Regions from separate parts of the Rattus norvegicus genome. Here region 2 is linked to region 1. A link is a contact called in public Hi-C data. All regions are on one chromosome and are shown on one strand. The core of a region is the stretch at or near the end of the contact, and the rest is flanking DNA. Distances in the headings are between cores, read along the strand shown. Region 1 overlaps Rbm20 (RNA binding motif protein 20). Region 2 holds the start of Pdcd4 (programmed cell death 4).

Region 1 (3,254 bases), core at 732-3,231:
CTCAATTTTACAGATGGAGATACTGAGTCTGGTAGAAGTTCCCTTGCTTGCCCAAGACCATAGTTACTGGATGATCTAGGATGAAAACCTGAGACAGTTGGCTGGGTGTAGTGGTGCTTGCCTTTAACCCCAGCACTGGAGAGGTAGTGGCGGGTGCATTTCTATACGTTCAAGACCAGGCTGGCCTTGTTTTTGGGAGTTCCAAGCCAGCCAGGGCTACCTTGTGAGACCCTGTCTCAATAACACCAACAATGAAACAAACTAACACACAATGATAACAAACAGCAAACAAACAAACAAACAAACCCTGAGACTACACTCGTTTGCACCAAATATGATTGGTATCTTTTTTTACATTACAATATTAGGTTTTCCACATGAAAACAAAACCAAAAAGGCAGAGAACCTAGTTAGCTTTTTGTTCAGAGTCCCTCAGGCAGGACACTGTAGAGACAATGTGCTGACAGAGCCTCTCAAAGTTCAGGGTGCATGCAAGTCACCAGGGACCCTGCAGGTCTGGGCAAGGCTAGGGTTCTGCATTTCTATCAAGCCTCCAGCAGATGCTGTCCCTCCTGGTCTTAAGAGCACACTTTTAGTAGCAGAGACGTAGGGCGCACTGTTTTCTGACCTTTGGTGTGGGTTTTCTGCTCCTCATGTTGTCCTAACGTCCCTCTGGGTCATCGTGACCGTCAGCATATTCCAAGTGTGCAGTAATAGGCTTTACATCCCCTACCCTGACAGGAATCACCTCAGATGCTCTCCGCATGTAACAGAGGCTCGTGGTGATTCAGCCTGTTGATGTAGGTGAGAGAAGGGGTTCCTTGGCTCCGGCCAATGCAACGTGAAGGAGCAGCTGGCTTCGGGGACCCAAGTGACATCATCAAGATGATGTGCTCTGCTCTGCTTTCTGCTGTTCATGGCTTTTCTGTTTTCAGGGTGCTTCATGGGACGGCCTTCAGCAGACTCAGGCTCTCTCCTCTAGATGGCATGGTAGCCCTCTTACCTTCAGATTCCATGGCCCGTCTCCCACATGAGAGAGAGCCAGGCTTTCTCCTATAGCTCCCAAAAAACATCTGACAGTCGTTCTCGTTGGGCTACTTCAGCACATGTGCCCGTCCCCTAACCAGTCTCTGTGGCCAGGGAGAAGGCTGTGGTTTGATTGACAGGGCCTTGTGGGGTGGGAGAATTAGCCGCACAGAGAGTGTGTTTCCAGGAAGAAACTGAGTGAAGAAAGGCCCACAGGCTGGGAAACCCAGCCATGTCAGAAACAACTGGGCCGGCATGAACAGAGCCTGGTTCAGATGGAGTGCAGACTCATAGCAGATTTGAGTTCAGACCCTTTACCCTGTTTTAGAAGCAGCAAGGTGCACTGACAGAGAAAACAGCCTGGTGTACTAGATGGCTGTTGGTCGGCCTCACCGTCCTCATAAAACAGAGGAAGAGATGGCGGCGTTTGAGATTTGCTTCAACATAAGTTCTGAAGGTGTGAAAAGAAGGTCAGAATGCAGACGTCACAAGATTGGGATTCTCTATGCATTCATTCTACATTGTTGCATACCCAAATTTTCCCACAATAACAAGGAACCCCAAATTTCATCATAGATTGATTTTATTCTTTTTTTTACCTCCACTTTTCTGGCATGATGACAGCATTGGGACATTTGTGCTCTAGGGGAGAGAAGCTGCTGGATGTGTCTGTCCCTGACATTGGCTGGCTGCCCAGTCACCTCTTACCTGCTATCTCACAAGGTTACCCTCTTCTTTCCTGGACCTGAAAGGAGCAACTAGGAAAGGCATTAAGTTCCAGAAAAGTAGAATACACCAACCCCTAAGACTCCTTTTACTAAGTAAAACTCTTAGCCAACTCACTCTGGGGATTTTACTGTGTTCTGAAAGGTGGCCCTGTATGGGGATATATTCTGTAGCTTCCTCTGTTCCAGCACAAGCCACAGACTTGAGGCCTGGGATCGGCCTCCTGCATGACTCGTGTTTTGTTACATAGCTTTGATTGATTCTGGCAGCCCTGTCAGTGTTCCCAGGCTCCCTTGTCTCTCATGGGTTGGCTGCAGAAAACGGTAGCCAAGTTCTGAGGGAAGGCGGAAAGACTACCTGCAGCCCTGTGTAGGGTGAGGGAAATGTTCCAGACAGGAGCTTTCTTCTCAGCCCTAGCCCAGCATTAGCCTCTTCCTGAGGCTCGCAGAGAATTGACGATGTGTAGTCTGGGTAACCCGGTTGCTTGCATGTGACACTGCACATAAATGTGACGGTTTACACATTCTGCTGAATATAAATACTGTTTGCCCAAGGTGGGAGGTACCCTGGCTGAATCCCTGGGTCTACTTTCGAGAGTCACTGCCTTCTCTCTGTCCCTTCCTCTGTGTCTCAATATGACAGGTGATCCCTCCATGGCTGGAACAGTTTCTGTCCTTTCCCTGTGTCCCGGGCACGGAGCAAGGCTGGCCACAGCTGGTGCTCGAGGTGTTCTCTAATGATCTCTCTGACTTTACCCTAGAAACCTGGGAAAAATGTGGCTGCTATCATCCAGGACATCCACTCCCAAAGGGAGAGGTGCATGCTCCGGGAAGCTGACAGGTGAGGCTCTGGGGCTTAGGTCACAGGCCTGGAGGTTAAAACACCTTCTAGCTTCTGGTTCTTAGGGGATGTCTTAGAGTCTCAATTGCTATGATGAAACACCATCACCAAAAGCCATTTGGGGAGGAAAGGGTTTCTTTCACTCACACTGTCTGTAACAGTTTATCAGCCAAAGTGGCTTAACAGGGCAGGAATTTGGAGGCAGGAACCGATGCAGAGGCCGTGGAGGGGTGCTTGCTCCCCATGGCTTACTCAGCCTGCTCTTTTGTAGAACCGAGGACCACCAGCCCAGGGGTGGCACTGCCCACAATTGCCTGGGCCCTCCCCTATCAATCGAACCTTTTAAAAAAATGCTCTGTGGGCTTGCTTGCAGGCTGATCTTATGAGGGAAGTATTTTCTCCATCAGGGCTCCCTTCTCTCAGATGACTCTAGCCTGCGTCAGGGTGATGTGACATTACTCATCAAGGGGGATTTGAATTGTAACATGGCCTACCTGTAGCCCCGACCCATCCACCTGGCTTTCTAGCCTCCACTCATCCCTGTTCAGATGGGCATTACCACTGTAGTTCAGAATTGCTGCTCAGCTTAGACAGGGACACAGGAAATGCTGGGCTTCCTCTTACACATTCCCCCTGAGCTGGAGAGGAAAACACAGAATGGA
Region 2 (3,660 bases), core at 491-2,990, 62 kb after region 1:
CTGGGACTAGGACACCATTCCTATCTTGCTCAAACTGGCCAACCACATACTACAGTGTGTTTGGGGATTTCAGGTATCAGGGTGAGGGTCGAGATGGTTAGCAAAGGGAAGGGAATGTTTTATTCTCTATTCGGCCCTCTTCCTGGGGGCCAGGTTTCCTAAACGGACTCTTTTCAAAGGTCCAAGATGCCCTTTTAAAAAATGGGAGTTGTACTTTATTCTTATTTACCAATTTTGGGGTATTTGCCCCATAAAGCCTGGACGTAGCATGTGTCAAGTGATGCTTCAGATACTGGCCATGTGACGAAGTTCTGAGGGAGAGACAGTGATGACTCCCAACTCCTGGGATTCTCTGAGTTTGCACAGAGCATATTTATTATATGGGCATAACATATCTGCAAGGTGCCTCTCAAGCACGCGATGCAAAGGGCGAGTGAGACACAGGTCTTGTGAGATAAGCCAGGACTGGGACTCAGATAAAACAATGCCAGGTAGAACGCCATCAGCCCCGCAGACTGGCTGGTACTCTGAGGAATCAGGTTTCAGAAAATGGATTATATTGGCATGAGACTTGACAAAGACTGAGGAAGGCTGAGAGACTTGGATAGGATGTACCAGGCAGAGATACCAGCTAGGAGAAACATTTCGAGATGATGCGATAAAAAACCTGGCGAGACAAGGGAGGATGTGGAGCCGTGAGCTGTCCTAGTGGATTCCAGAGGAGGGGCATCTATGCAGTGAGGAAGGCTGTGTGTGTGTGTGTGTGTGTGTGTGTGTGTGTGTGTGTGTGTGTGTGTGTGTGTAATAGCGTTAGATAACACCAGGCAGAAGGAGACTGGGTAGAAAGGCCCACGTTAGGGGGTGGCGGCTGCTATTGAGCAGTTCAATTCTGAAACAACCAAGAGAACGTTCTGGTATTGCCATCAGTCTAAATGTAAACAGGCCTGGAGAAAGCAGGTCAGTCACTTTCCAAGTGCACAGGGAGAACATACGGTACTGCACATTATCTCAGGAGATAACGACTCAGACAAAATGAAGGCTAGAGATGGCAGCCTGAAGGAAAAGTCACGGAAGACAGCTGTAGAGGACTCTTTCAATACACAAACCATAGCCAAATGGCTGAGAAACCCAGCTTTGGTAAGAATGCAAGAACCACAGTGGCCTGGCTGGTTGGCAAAGGGACTTCAATGTTTGTATCTCTTTATCTGGGAAATGGGAGCGATTTTTATCTCAAAGGGGTTAGGCCTTTGCTGCAAGAAACTTCCTGAGCACGTGGACACGCGGTAGGAGCCACGCGTGAGCAAGGGCCAGCGGCAGAAGTAAGTAGAGGTTGCAGATTCTTCCAGACGCCCAGAAATGGCAGGGACCTCAGGAAACCCAAAGCCTTTGCAAGGGTTGAGACGCCCCGTGGAGAGGATGGGCCGGTCCGAGCCACCAGCCGCACCCAGCCCCCACCCCAGCTCAGCCCTCCACCCGCTTTCACAACCCAGCCCTCCCACCTGCCCCCACCCTGGCGAGGGGCCAAGCCCAGCGCGCATGTGCCGACGTCGGAGCCCCCCCCCCCCAGCTCCGCCCCTACTTTCCACGTCTCACTTCCCCTAGCTCTGCCTCGCAGCCTCGGCAGCAGCTCCGCCACCACGATTGGCTACAGGACGTCCTCCTCTCGGCCAATAAACGCCACGCCGTCGCCCCCGTGTTACTGGGTAGAACAAAACAAAAACAAACAGAGCGAGCGGGGCCAGAGGCGCTCCGAGGCGGTGGCGGAGGCTGAGGAGCGGGGTCGGGGCCCGGCGGACCAGAGACCCGGGCGAGCGGTGGCGGCCCGAGGGGGTCAGTACGGTGGGCGCGGCTCGCACGCTCGGGCGGGCGGCGTCCTCCTTCCGGTGGCCCCGGGTCGGCGCAGGCTGTCGCACGTTGGGAGGGGGAGGGGGCGTGGAGGCCTCGCTGCGGCGGTCCGGACGGTCGGTCCCGGTCCCCACCCGCCTCGGAGCCCTCGGGTCACCCTCGTTCGCCCAACGCCCGGGGCTGCGGGGAGTTGCGGGTGCTCGCTCTCCGAGGCCAGGCCGGCCCGGCCGGGGCGCTGCAGCGCGGGCCCGCCCCCTCCTCCGCAGCCTCTTCCCCGGCGGCCGGGCGTGCGTGCGCTCGCGGCCCAGAGGAGCCCCCGGGCGCCCGGCCGGACGCAGTTGAACGCGGGGGACGGGACGGTAGGAGAGGTGTGTCGACCGGACGGAGATCCGGTGAGGGGTCCGCGCCCCGAGCCCGGGCCTGGCCACCTTGGCTGGCCCTACTCGCTGCGGGAGGGTCGGGGTCCTGCGGGAAAGGCGCCGGTCGGTGCGGGCACGGGGCGCGGACAGCTGCCCGCCCTGACCTGTGCCAACTCCTCCTTGCTGTCTCCTGCACAGGGTCCCTTAAAAAAATAGAATATAGCCTAGAGAAAACAAAGCCGAGAAGGGAGCCCCCTCTCTGTGTGAACGCATGCTGTGTTTGCTGCACGTCTGTCCGCTACTGTAATGTACGTAGAGGGCGTGCTTTTTTGTTTTTTTGTTTTGTTTTGTTTTGTTTTTTTGTTTTTTGGCGCCCCCCACCCTTACCCTCAACAGTCTCAAAACTGCAGATGTAGGTATTGCCTGTCTTCCCAGGTCCCCGTCCTTGGGAACTGGGTCTGTAGCCAGCCTCTGTAGTCTCCTTATCTGCTATGAATGATTCAAAATGCGGCTCCTGGCCTGGGTGAGGTGTGGGTGTGAGGCCTACAGGCTGCGTTTAAAACAGTTTGATAGTCTCACAGTTGCATTATTCTTGATTTAAGAGTTTGAGACTTTGAGGGAAGGCCCTATTTATTTATTAAAAAACAAAACAAAACTGAGGCTTTAGCTTATGTGCTCGTCCTAGTATTTATATCCGTAATGGGCCTGCGATGTCTCTGTGTATCTCGTAGTAATAGTAAGGGCAAATACTTGTTACGACTGCAAAAATAAATGTGCATGCTTCTTCTCTATAGTGGTTGCTTTTTGCATTATTGTCACAGAGCGCTTTTATCTGATTGCATGTTACTAATTAATATGATTGCATCCCAGGGAAGAATTAAGGTACTTTTCTAGTTAACATATGGTCTAAACTTAACTTCCAGGATGTCAGAGTAATTTATCGGGCATTTTGGAAACGCACTGGAGAACAGTTAATTTCAGCCTTCATTTTTTTTAGCTGTATGCATGGCTTTTTTTTTTCCTCCCTCGTGGGAAATGATTTTGTATAGATTAGTGTGGAGCAAGTGGAATTTAGATTTTTTTTTTTTTTTGGCCTACATTGTTTGAAGTAAGCATTTTAAGGATTGTTAAATTAAAAGAAAAAGGAAAAAGCCTACTGAAGAGAGTGCAGCATACTGTCCTTTATAACAGCTGTGATGCTATCGGTGTGACTGGGCCTTGACTGTTTGATCCGGCTGTTATCTCCATGGTTTGGCTGTTATAATTAATAAAGCAGTGTATTATGTGTGTTGGTTATTTGCTGATAGCTGTTTTCAGTATCATAGTTTATTTTTAGTGTTTGGAAAGCAGAATTAACAGTTGGTGCAACAAACCTGTGCTGTCATAAACTTCTTTAACCCTAAGAAGGACTTCCCTATACGGCGCTGTAAGCTCCTGTAGTGTGTTTACCAGATCT

Evidence for each region. A called contact is a pair of places that touch in the nucleus more often than the background predicts.
Region 2: a contact with region 1 is called in a Hi-C map of liver, with 4 times the contacts expected there. The contact joins the promoter of Pdcd4 here to the enhancer-like site in region 1. A contact is called at or near these places in 5 of 12 Hi-C or Micro-C datasets (the A7r5 cell line, Schwann cells, liver and 2 more).

The regions. Positions count from the first base shown.
Region 1 is chr1:262,862,245-262,865,498 of GRCr8, forward strand. Rbm20 (RNA binding motif protein 20) reads left to right here. Exons shown (of 14, transcript NM_001107611.2): 8 at 2,513-2,592. Among named protein-coding and RNA genes, the nearest start is that of Pdcd4, 63 kb to the right of the region's middle. Within about 2 kb of position 1,982, at least 19 of the 93 cell types and tissues checked have an H3K27ac peak or open chromatin away from gene starts, as enhancers often do. A contact at or near this core is called in liver, where this site is marked.
Region 2 is chr1:262,924,955-262,928,614 of GRCr8, forward strand. It overlaps Pdcd4 (programmed cell death 4), which reads left to right and starts at 1,741. Exons shown (of 12, transcript NM_022265.3): 1 at 1,741-1,830.